Linked DNA regions of Lactuca sativa: region 2 is linked to region 1. A link is a contact called in public Hi-C data. All regions are on one chromosome and are shown on one strand. The core of a region is the stretch at or near the end of the contact, and the rest is flanking DNA. Distances in the headings are between cores, read along the strand shown.

Region 1 (6,430 bases), core at 1,700-4,199:
TGTGTTAGATTGTTGTGGGTTAAATATGTTAAACGATCTTTTGATTGAATTAGTATGTTGGATAATTTTGTTTCTGATTTGAGATGAAGTTTTGATGGAGCATCGATATTAATTTTGAAAGACTTGAACTATTTTTTTTTATAGTAATCAATGTTTATGCTTCATTTTTATTCTAATTCGTGTGATGAGCTTGATGTTGGTATTTGTTCGAGTTCCATGTGTGTGTGTATTTGAAGTTGCAGGTGTTTATGTTGGGTGAGATTGTAGTTTTTATTTTTTATTTTTAATTATTTAAATACGAAAATAAATAAAAAAATAGAAAAAAATAAAAATGGTAAAATCGACTTTTCAAGTGTATCAGGGACCAAAAACCCAGAAATTTTTTGATTTTTAACGAAAGTTGAAAGCTTTTAAATTCTATCCGAGGTTTTTTGAATACCATAAGAACTACTCCAGTTTTGTCTTGATTTTATAATTATGTTTTAGTTTCTTGGAGGATATGAAAACCACGAAGGTAAACTAAACGTTTTATATAGATCAAACTATGAAATATTAAAAATTAAAATTATCTTAGGCTGAGGGAGTGGTGCCACCGAAATCGCACTCTCTCCCCCGCCACATCAGCACCATGTCATTTTTTACCACTCAAGTGTGGTTTCTTGCCACACTAAGGGTGTGGTGCCACACTTTTTATTTTTTTTATTTTTTTTGTTTTTTTTAAGTATTTTAATATAATAAAACTTCTTTTTTTTAACTATTTTAATTTAATATAACTTCTATTTTAATAAAAAAACATAATTCTTCATTACTTGAAAATAAAAAATAAAAAACTGTACATTACGTTACAAAAAAAAAAACACACACAAACATGTCATTTAAATAACCCTAGAAACTTAAAAAACATAAATAAAATAACTAAAGCAAACTACATAAAGTCGTTATCCGAGAACTCGTCTTCGGGGTCATCCGGTGGATCCAAATTAAGGTTAATGTTTTGAACCCCGTAAATGTGTTCCACCAAGTCATTGCGAAGATTGTGAAATGTTTCAGTGCAATGTATCTCTGCTCTCCTGTTTATATACTCTTCGCCACCAATTTCTATTGGTTGTGTCTCTGGTATGATTTCTTCCTCGTCAAACGCACATATCGCTCTTCCTTCGTCTTCAATAATCATGTTATGCAATATAATACATGTATACATGATTTCTTGAAGTTTTTCCTCGCCCAAATAAGCTGCTGGTTTTTTCAATATGAACCACCGTTTCTTCAGAGCTCCAAAAGCACGCTCAACATCCTTCTTAGCTCTTTCTTGAGCTCTTTTGAATTTCTTTCGTCTAGAACCATGTGGAGCTGAAAACGATTTAACAAACACAACATACTCAGGATAGATTCCATCGACCAGATAATAACCATACTTATATGGCGTTCCACGCACTTGAAAAGAAGAATCTGGTGCAGATCCATCGTATATGTTGTTAAATATTGGTGAACGGTTAAGAACGTTGATGTCGTTAATCGAACCAAGAGAACCAAAAAAAACATGCCAAATCCACATATCTTGTGATGCAACTGCTTCAAGTATGACCGTTGGGTGACCATGATCACCTCGGGTAAATTGCCCATGATATGCTGTAGGGCAATTTTCCCATGCCCAATGGAGACAATCTAAGCTTCCTAGCATTCCAGGAAACCCGTGCACACTAGCATGATGAGCTTGCAATTGCAGGATGTCATTACGTGTAGGCTTACATAAATATTTTGGACCATAAAACTGAATCACAGTTTTGCAGAAAAAATGGAGACTGTCTCATGCTATCCTAGCAGACATCCTAAAACTTTCGTCTAACGCATCAGGCGGAATGCCATATGCTAACTGACGAAGTGCGGCCGTGCATTTTTGTAAGGGAGTGAAACCGAGTGTACCTCTAGCATCGTAACGTTGTTGGAAAAAACTGCACTCCCTCGTTACATCTTCAACTATACGTTCGAATAAACCTTTGAGCATTCTGAAGCGCCTATGAAAATAATACCCTTGGTAAGTGGCATTCTTTGCAAAATAGTCTTGCACCAAACGTTGGTTGGCTTCTTCACGATTTCTGTAAATGTATCTTCATGTTCTCTGTTGAGAACTTGCAGCTGCGTTGTTACATACAACGTTGTATGTTTGTTCCACCATTTGAACATACGCAATAGCGGTATAAAAAATAGTCTGAAATTCTTCAGAAGATGAAGAAGATGACATTTTTGGGAGAGTAGTGATTTAAAAAAAATATTTTTTTTGAAAGATAGAGGAGATTGTGTTGTGAAAAAAAAAAGTTAAGTTGATATGTGTATATATAGGAAAGAAAAAACAAAAAAAAAAGAAAAAAAAATAAACGAATCTTGCATTTCAACGGTCAAAAAGTGACCACCCAATCAGAATTCACGGTCTTCAGGGGCCGCACCGCGGTTTAGACCGCAGGAAACCGCACCCTGAGGGCGGTGTTCCATGCTTAGTTGGCAGAGAACCGCGGTCTCAGACAGCACCAAACCTGCTAGCCTTATGAATGATAAGAAGATAGAATTATTTTATCAAAAGTCAAAACAATGTACGGTTTTTAAGAGCTCCTTTTGAAAATAAACTTCAGAATTTCCAAGTGACATTTTGTTTTTTTCTCTTCGTGATATTGAGTTATTGACTTGAATTCACAAATATTTTTTGTTTTGTTTAAAACAAGACATTTTAAGTATTTAATCTATTAGCAATAAATGTTTATTAACATAAATAGCGGATTGCATGTCATATTTGTTTATTTATAAACAAAATAAAAATTAATAAAAAAAATCGAGAAATAAGAAAAGACTTTCTCTCTGTTTGTGTGTGTGAGAGAGAAGAGAGTATGAAAAGAGTGAAGAGTCAACCAACCGACCCTTTTTTACTGTGAAACCTTTTCTGATTGTTTTGTATTTGTAAGGCTTCGAAGGCTCCACACACATTATCTCCTTCTTCTTCCTCCCCATCTCTTCTCTCTCTCCAATTTACAAGAAATCTTTTTGTTTTTCTTTAACTTCTCTCTCTTTCTCTCTCTCAGCTCATGATCCAAAAGCCAAAGTCAAGCATGCATATAGCTCTTCCCTCTCCCATTTAGGGTTTCAGCACATTCCTTATTTTCTTAGAGAGAGAAAGAGAGAGGGAGAACCACAAATCCACCTCAATCCACCAATTACTGAGAGAGAGAGAGAGTCTTTTTTTCTTTTCTTATTTTCTACCCATTTCTTCTTTCTATTCATTTTGTGAGTTGGAAAGAAAACCCGTTTTTGCTCTATCTATTCGTAGAAAGATTTGTTCGTGTTTCGATGAATTTGTGTAATGAATATTGAAAAAGGGTTTGAAACTTTGAAGTGGGTGTAGGTTTTATTAAATAAACAAAGGTGGGTTTTTTTTCTTTATCCAAGTGAAGTGAAATTTCATGAGTTTTGGGGGTTTTCTTGATAACAGTCACGCCGGCGACGGTGGAGGAGGTGGTGGTGCTAGAATCGTCGCTGATATTCCTTATAATATGCGCGGTGGCGCTTTGTCTCAGCCTCTCTCCAAGTCCATGTTCTCCTCCCCCGGCCTTTCACTTGCTCTTGTAATCCTCTATATTTCTTTTTAAAACACACACACATACTTGTGTTTTTTCTTTTACAGAAAATGGCTGGTGGTGGCGTTGACAGTTGTGGTGTGTGTATGAACTGATCTACTTTATTTCTTTATATTTCAGCAAACAACGATGGAGGGTGGTGGAGGTGGAGGCGGAGGAGGTGGGATTGGTGATATCGGAAGAATGCCAGAAAGCTACGAGATCAGCGGTGGCGGTGGCGGTAGAAGGAGCCGCGATGAGGAGCACGAGAGTAGATCTGGCAGTGATAACATGGATGGTGGCGCCTCGGGTGACGATCCCGATGCCGACGACGGAAAACCACCACGAAAAAAAAGATACCATCGTCACACTCCTCAACAAATCCAAGAACTTGAAGCGTACAATTACATCGTTTTTTTTTCTTTTCTAAAACTAGTTCAATCAAAAAGATTAAACCTTTTTTCATGGGGTTTTTCAGATTATTCAAAGAGTGCCCACATCCTGATGAAAAACAACGATTGGAACTTAGCAGAAGATTATGTTTAGAGACGCGACAAGTCAAATTTTGGTTCCAAAATCGTCGTACACAGATGAAAGTAAGAAGAACTGTAAACAACTTCAATCTTTTTTCCGACAATCATCTGAAAAAGACTGACACCTTATGTTTCAAAATTTCTATTTTATGGTTGCCAGACGCAATTAGAGCGTCACGAGAATTCAATTCTTCGACAAGAAAATGATAAGCTTCGAGCCGAAAACATGTCAATTCGAGAAGCAATGAGGAACCCGATGTGCTCAAATTGTGGTGGTCCGGCCATGATAGGTGATATTTCATTAGAAGAACAACACCTCAGAATCGAAAACGCTCGCTTAAAAGACGAACTAGATCGTGTTTGTGCACTCGCCGGAAAATTCCTCGGCCGCCCCGTCTCCTCCATGGCTCCTCCCATGCCAAACTCTAGCTTAGAACTTGGCGTTGGCGGCAACAATCATTTCGGTGGTGGTGGAGTTCTCAGTTCCACCGCCTCAGCGTTACCTCTAGGCCCACCCGATTTCGGTGTCGGAATCTCCACCGCTTCTTCTGTTGTTCCATCTTCAAGAGCAAGTAATAACGTAATGGGAATCGATCATTCCCTTGAAAGATCCATGTACCTTGAACTCGCGTTAGCTGCCATGGATGAATTAGTCAAATTAGCTCAAACAGATGAACCACTTTGGCTTCGCATAGAAGGTGGTCGTGAAATCATGAACCCAAATGAGTATTCAAGAGCTATTACTCCTTGCATCGGATTGAAACCAAATGAATACGTCTCCGAAGCTTCACGGGAAACCGGAATGGTAATCATCAATAGCTTGGCTCTCGTCGAAACACTCATGGATTCGGTAATTCCCATTCCATTCCATCCCGATTCTGATTCCATTTCCATTTCCGTTATCTTTTACATGTTTCCAACGAACAATTTAACCTAATTTCGTTCCTTTTTAATCAGAACAAATGGGCGGAAATGTTTCCGTGTATGATTGCTAGAACTTCAACGACCGATGTGATTTCAAATGGCATGGGAGGAACAAGAAACGGTGCACTTCAATTGGTAATATTGGGATCAAAATCCCGGAGTTATTAATTTATTTTATTTTATTATATAGTTTTCAATCATTTTATTAATTTAAATATAAATATTTTAGATGCATGCGGAGTTACAAGTTCTTTCCCCATTAGTTCCTGTTCGTGAGGTCAATTTTCTTCGATTTTGCAAGCAACATGCAGAAGGCGTGTGGGCGGTGGTTGATGTATCAATAGATACAATCCGGGAAAACTCACCGTCTTTTTCAAGTTGCAGGAGGCTTCCCTCCGGTTGTGTTGTTCAAGATATGCCAAATGGCTACTCTAAGGTAAGCCACTGTTGACTTCAAAAAAGTTCAAGTTTTATATTGGTGAAATTTTATCTTTTAAAGCTTGAAATGTGTTATGATGTAAGTAAGTTCGTAAAAATTCAATGTGATTCTTGTGCCTTTTTGATATCTTGAACGATTCTTATCGATCTTGAAGTAAAAAGTCGAGCGGTTTGACTACTAAAAGTCAAGGTTTTAAATGTTCTTTAGCATTTATGGAGTATGTCAAGTAGGTATGCTTGGTGTTGATCTTTAATGAGTTTGTTGGCATATCTCATCACCTAAAACCTTAAAAACTTAGTTCAGAAACTTGAATGCGTACCTAAATGTACTACTTCAAAGGCACAATGTACAATTTAATATGTATAATGTGCAAGTTTTTTGTAATATCGGCTTTGTTTATGTGATCTCTTTTAGTTCAGTCACATTGCCTCATTGAAACTTAGTTGAGATACATGAATGCTCAAGTAAAAGTACAACTCTAGATGCACATTATACAAGTCCTTTCCTGAAGTTATTGTATCTGTGTGCTTTCTTTTCGTAGTGATTAATTAGTACTCGGCCTTAAAAAAATTAGTTGAGAAACATGAAGGTCAGAAGGTGTACCCGGATGTACAACTCCACATGCGTATAGTACAACTCGTTCCCGTTCCCGAACCTCTTGATTTATGTGACATCTTTTTCGTCTAGTGATTAATCACATAAATTGGCACACTCTCATCGACATGATTCATTTCCAGATGTATATTAAAACACAAAAGGAACCTTCTCAAATGATATTTTATTCATTATAGATGCTGTTTTGACTTATCAATGCATTGGTACTCCTTAAATCAAGCATACGAAATCCAATTCGATTATTTTATATCGTTTCCTGTGACCATGCATTATAATATGGGATAGAAACATCTAACTACTTGATTTTCTGAGCCTTG
Region 2 (6,430 bases), core at 1,607-4,106, 370 kb before region 1:
GTTTGAATGAGAAAAGGACTGAAGGAACTCGACGAGTTGCATAGTCAACTCGACGAGTTGGATGAAGGTTTCCCGCTTTTTGGATTCTGCATGAACTCGACGAGTTGGTTAGGTTTCTCCCAATATTCTGGATGATGTATGGACTCGACGAGTTACTTGGTAACTTGGCGAGTTGACTGGGGTTTTCGCGACTTTCTGAGTTCTAAAGGAGCTTGACGAGTCTGTAAGCTGCACTCGACGAGTTGGGTCAACATGGACTGTTGACCTTGACCGTTGACTTTGAATTTGACCAAGGGTTGACCAATTTGACTTTTGAGGGTATTTTGGTAGTTTAAGTATTTATGGAAGTGGATCATTGTGGTTGTAGGTGTTGGTGTTTGGTGCCGTGTTTCGAGAGTTTGATATTTCAGTTCCGACCGACATTGAAGTGAGTTGTACTCACTATACTAACAGGGTCGAAGGCACCAATGCCAACCCTTCTTTTTGGATTGATATCCCGGTTATTGCAGGATGATATGCTTAGTGACCTGTTAGGTTGGTATCCTGGTATATATGATGATGCTGTGTTAGTGACCAGTTAGGTCGGTATCCTGGTATATAGGATGATGCTATGATTAGTGATCTGTTAGATCGGTTTGACTATTTGTATATGCTAGCATTTGTTATCTATGTGTTAATTGTATGATTGGGGGTGGGTTGAGGCGGACCTGCTTTGTGTTGTAGGCCAACATTCCCAGGGCGGCCCAGATAGACTACAGGGCATGGGGGCATATCAGTCAGGCCGAAGGCTCGGAGCACGGTCCAGGCAGGCTGAAGGCCCGATGAGGCGGACCAGACATGCTGAAGGTTCTGAGAGTGGGCCAAACAGACTGAAGGATCGGTAAGGGCGGTCCAATCATACTGTAGACTCTTTATGCATCCTGTTTGTTATTATATGGTTATGGTTTGTATGACGTTGGTATTTTGGGGAAACTCACTAAGATTCGGGCTTACAGTTTTGGATTTTGTTTCAGGTACTTCGGATGATCGCGGGAAGGCGAATGCGTGATCGTGCATCTCCTTTCATTTTTATGATTTGATTTCTAGGATACTTTGATATGAAACTATTTTGAAAACTTTTTGTAATAAATGATGGTTTTTGAATGCTTGAAAAAGTTTTAAATTTTCATGAATTTTATGGATGTTAGAAATGGATCGGTTTCAAAAAATGTGCACCCGTAGATGTCAAATTTAAATATTAAGAAGTAATGGATCGGTTTGATGTACTAGTACTTTTTTTTATGTTATTATATTCGGACGAAAAAAAATTGTGCCACTGCAATGACAACTTTCTGCGTCCGCCACCGTGGGAAACATAACAACATGTTGAAGAAATTGAATAGAGGATAATGACGGTATGTAGAAGCAATAAGGAAAATGCAAGACACGAATGAGAAGGAGACGATACTTTTAACCATAAAAAAGGGTTAGTCGATGACAAGACCAACTGTAGCCGCAACTCCAAAAACCCAAGCCAGCTTGAATAGAAGCCAGGGCTCCAAACCAGCCAACCAAAAGAAAAGTGGTTTGGCTAGGCTCAATACTTGTTATTGTTCCTAAGAATGGTTGGGATTTATTGTATGATAAATACGAGCACTTTCCCTTTTGCCAAGCCATTTGTAGGTTTGATCCTAAATTTTGTACTAGAAGTTCTAAGAAAGGTTTTAGGTGTGATGCTATTATCTTGTTTAGACTTCGGGTTAACAATCTTACCCTTAGAATGAAAAAGGACTTTGCTTGATTGTAGAGACTTGGAATTTGGGAATCTAGAAGCATAAATATTACTGTATATATCTATGTGATGTATTTTAGTTTGGTTTAAAATGCTTACTATTTAAATGTTTCTACCCATTATTTGTGGCATTTTCGGCGTTTCACTTTGGACTTGGATTGTTGCCTTCATTCAATATCCTTCGAAAGTTAACTCTAAGTTAATTCACTTGGATTTCCAAGCCTATTATATTTTTACATTTATTCATAATAGAAGATTTGGAAGGCCAACAACCGAAGATTGTTGGATATTTAGAAGGCCACATAATATCTAATGGTAGCAAACTTGCGAGCGGGGATGTTAGTGTAGCAAATTAATATATAGTATTAGCCGCTTATGTAATTTGTATATTGGCTCATGTCATTCTCGGCCAATACATGTAATATTGCGATAGATTTACCTTTGATGAGAAAAGATCATTGATAATACATATTTTGTCAAACACTCCTAATGCTAAATAAGGTATACATTAATATAGTGTATTCAAGAAAATAACTTTGAATATTAGTTTGGTTTTTATTTTATTTTAATAGTATCATTACTTGAATTTGATAGTTTTGGTTGTGATTCATACGCTTCTTTTTTATATTTTTGTATGTTTAATTAATATATATTATTAGTAAATATCACTATTATGAGTTATTGTTTTATTTAATATAAAGTGGTACTTTTGTTTTTCGATATCTGTTGATATATACCTAAATTAGGCTAATTCCCATAAACCATTTCTTACCTACCTTAGTAATAATAATAAGATGATAAGTTTTGGTAAAATTTAACATTTTCTGTTTTTCTTTAATCAACATTAGTTTTTCTCTTCACCAATAGAAATCATTACTTGAAATTATAAATTAAGCTTTAATCACCTCATGTTCTTGAAACTTTTGTACGTATTTAAACATTTAATTGTATAATTAAACATTTATTAGATAATTAATCACATCAAAGTTCAAACAATAAATCAAATTAAATATTAAATTTGGTGTGAGATTTTATCATTAAAAAAAGTGATTAGTATTTACATTTATTTCCCTAGATCACATGAAGATGAAAATATGGACATTTGCTTAAGAAACGCTTCTCCTTCTTCCTCTCTCCCTTTCTGTCCCCTTTCACACTCGCTTCACACACTAAATCTACTCACAAATCTATGATCAGATCTTGATTCTATACTTCCCAATCTTCAATTTCTGCTTTATCACAATCCTCTCAAAATCAATGGGGCATATCAATCTCACTTCACCCAAGCAACGCAACATTCCCACCCGAAAATGGCAACTTCTCGACTTCGTATCCATGGTCTTCTTCGCCGTCGTAATCCTCTTCTTTCTCCTCATATTTACCCCTCTCGGTGACTCCCTTGCCGCCTCTGGTAGCCAAGCTTTGATCCGTTCCAACACCGCCGATCCAAAGCAACGCCACCGACTCATTGCTCTGGTTGAAGCCGGTAAACATCCGCAAATTGAATCATGCCCTGCCGACACTGTGGATTACATGCCCTGTGAAGATCCGACCAGGAACAGTCAGCTTAGCAGGGAGATGAATTTCTACCGGGAAAGGCATTGTCCGTCGCCGGATGAGACGTCGTTGTGCTTGATCCCTGCGCCTCAAGGTTATCATGTCCCGATTCAATGGCCTGAGAGCTTACACAAGGTGAATTTAGTTACCATATCTCCGATTTCTGCTTATCTGATTCTATTTAGGGTTGCTGTAGCATTTTATTAGAGTTTTTCTAGTATCTCAGATTTGAACATCAGAGTTAGCAAATTCAGTTAGATAGTTTTGTCAAACTGTTGCCTGAGTAGCTACATTTTCTGTCCTTATCCTGAACATGTATATATACCAGTAGTCATAAGATGCCACACATAGTCTATGAATATCTAGTAAGTTAGGGTTTTGATATAGATTTGATCATGTTAAGAGATGCATACATTGTCTGAATGAGCTCTCGTGGACAATGAAGTGCCAGAACGAAAACGGAGCAATGTTTGAATGAATCCTTGTAACCATAGTGTGATGCAAAACTATTGCATTATAATTTGATCATGCTTTCATGTCCCATTTAATATGATCTTTTGAAAAGTTCTTTGTTCCTCTTTGTCTTCTCAAGCTGCATTGAAGAGCACAAATACCTGTTGTGGACTTGTGGTTTTGTGTAGTAGTTTCATATAGCTCAAATTTGTACATATACATGACCTATAATAAAGAACCCTTTATCTTTCTTGTGCAGATTTGGCATGAAAACATGCCATATAACAAAATAGCAGACAGGAAAGGTCATCAAGGATGGATGAAAAAAGATGGTCCATACTTCATCTTTCCAGGTGGTGGCACTATGTTTCCAGATGGAGCCACACAATACATTGCAAAACTCAAACAATACATTCCTATTTCTGGTGGGGTCCTAAGAACAGCTCTTGATATGGGATGTGGGGTAAGAACCAACAACTAAAAAAAACCTTGTATCATCTCTTTCCTTCTGTCACCAAAACCTTTCAAGTTTTAACCAAAAAAACCATTTTCTTTTTTCTTTTCAGGTTGCTAGTTTTGGAGGTCACCTACTAGAAGAAGGCATCTTGACACTCTCTTTTGCTCCAAGAGATTCACACAAATCACAAATACAATTTGCTTTGGAAAGAGGAATTCCCGCTTTTGTTTTGATGCTTGGCACTCGCAGACTTCCTTTTCCTGCAGCTTCATTTGACTTAATGCACTGCTCTCGTTGTTTGATCCCTTTTACTGCATACAGTGAGTCTACTTTTACCTTTTTTATAATATTTCCCATATCATGTACTTGAATACTTCTACTTTTTACTAAAAGAAACAACATTTTATTTAACAGATGCAACATATTTTCTGGAGGTTGACCGATTACTACGCCCTGGTGGATACCTAGTCATCTCTGGCCCACCTGTACAATGGCCCAAACAAGATAAAGAATGGGCTGATCTTCAAGCAGTCGCTAGAGCATTATGCTATGAGTTAATTGTTGTAGATGGGAATACTGTTATCTGGAAAAAACCCATTGGTGATTCATGTCTACAGAATCAAAATGAATTAGGGCTTGAATCTTGTGATGAGTCTGATGACCCAAGTTCTGCATGGTAATCTTGTTATTAAGTTGAAACTTTTTGCCCTTTCTTGAAAGCTTGAAACAATGTATTTTTTTTTTAATGCAGGTATGTGAAGCTGAAAAAATGTGTGAGTCAGACGACTGTTATAAGAGAAGAAATTGCTGTTGGGACAATTCCAAAGTGGCCACAAAGGCTAAAACAAGCTCCATCAAGAGCTACATTGATTAAAAATGGATATGATATATTTGAAGCTGATACACGAAGATGGGAAAGGAGGATTTTTTATTATAAAAACTCATTAAACCTAAAAATTGGGACTCCTGCAGTGCGAAATGTGATGGATATGAACGCGTTTTTTGGAGGGTTTGCTGCTGGATTGACTTCTGATCCTTTGTGGGTGATGAATGTTGTTGCAGATAAAAAGCCTTCAACTTTAGGTGTGATTTATGATCGAGGTCTAATTGGTGTTTATCATGATTGGTAAGTTGTTGTTTTTAGTTTTGGATAAAATGATTATTGTATTTGTAGTTTATCTTTTGATTAAAACTATTATTTTCTTGTCTTGTCATCAGGTGTGAACCTTTTTCAAGTTACCCTAGAACTTATGACTTCATCCATGTGGTTTCCATTGAATCCCTCATTAAAGATCCTGTTACTGGAAAGAACAGGTAACTTTAATTTTTTAATTTTTTTTTTGCAATCTTGTTCTTATGGATGATGGTTTTTGATGCAGATGTAATCTTGTGGATGTAATGGTGGAAATGGACCGATTATTACGACCTCAAGGAAGCGTTGTAATCCGTGATTCCCCGGAATTGCTCACAAAAATCAATAGAATTGCTGATTCCGTAAGATGGAAATCCACCATACATAATAAAGAACCGGAATCACAAGGAAGAGACAGAATCTTGGTGGCTACAAAACCTCTTTGGACATTAACTTCATCTTCACATTGACACGTATTTTGTGAGATATTATAGGTATTATTAATTCTCTTTAAAATTCAATCTTCTTTTTTTATGCTTCAATTCACAACCTTTTTTCTTGTTTTTTTGTTGGGTAATAGTGTTATATGTTAGAAACGTGAAGAAAATGTATGAAAAAATGGATAGTGGTAAATGGTAATGTCTGTTTAGATAATTTATAAAGTTAGTGTATTTGTTTGTGATACGTTATATGTAACAAAATACTTAACTAGGAAATAAGTATAAGTTTATCCACATTGCTCCTTAATCATGTCTTGTGGGACCCATGTCATGAAATCGTAATCATGTGATTCCATTTTTTTAAATTATGGTAAGCTTTTTTTATGTATAAAATGTGGAAATGATGCTAAATTAGTGTAACAAAACATGTGGATACTTGTATGGTATCTAAATGTTAACATGGGTTTGCTTTTAGTATCACATTGGGTTACTTGTCATGTTTGCATATGTTCATATGCTGCCTTTTTCTTTATATGGTTTATGTAATCTTTAGGCTTTTTCACAGAAAAAAAATGATAATAATATTTAAGATTCATGGCCTTTAAATATACTCATCTAAA

The links. A called contact is a pair of places that touch in the nucleus more often than the background predicts.
Region 2: a contact with region 1 is called in a Hi-C map of leaf, with 3 times the contacts expected there. The contact joins the promoter of LOC111878496 here to the promoter of LOC111878497 in region 1. A contact is called at or near these places in 3 of 4 Hi-C or Micro-C datasets (leaf and seed).

What each region holds. Positions count from the first base shown.
Region 1 is chr4:58,195,280-58,201,709 of Lsat_Salinas_v11, reverse strand. It overlaps LOC111878497 (homeobox-leucine zipper protein ANTHOCYANINLESS 2), which reads left to right and starts at 2,949. Exons shown (of 10, transcript XM_023875007.3): 1 at 2,949-3,411; 2 at 3,479-3,611; 3 at 3,744-4,000; 4 at 4,081-4,198; 5 at 4,296-4,985; 6 at 5,093-5,194; 7 at 5,289-5,495. The coding sequence starts at 3,540. LOC111878593 (protein ALP1-like) reads right to left here and starts at 1,681. Exons shown (of 1, transcript XM_023875114.2): 1 at 926-1,681. The coding sequence starts at 1,681. The coding sequence ends at 926.
Region 2 is chr4:58,569,914-58,576,343 of Lsat_Salinas_v11, reverse strand. LOC111878496 (probable pectin methyltransferase QUA3) reads left to right here and starts at 2,856. Exons shown (of 7, transcript XM_023875005.3): 1 at 2,856-3,463; 2 at 4,041-4,244; 3 at 4,348-4,558; 4 at 4,653-4,914; 5 at 4,990-5,364; 6 at 5,457-5,552; 7 at 5,618-6,104. The coding sequence starts at 3,029. The coding sequence ends at 5,840.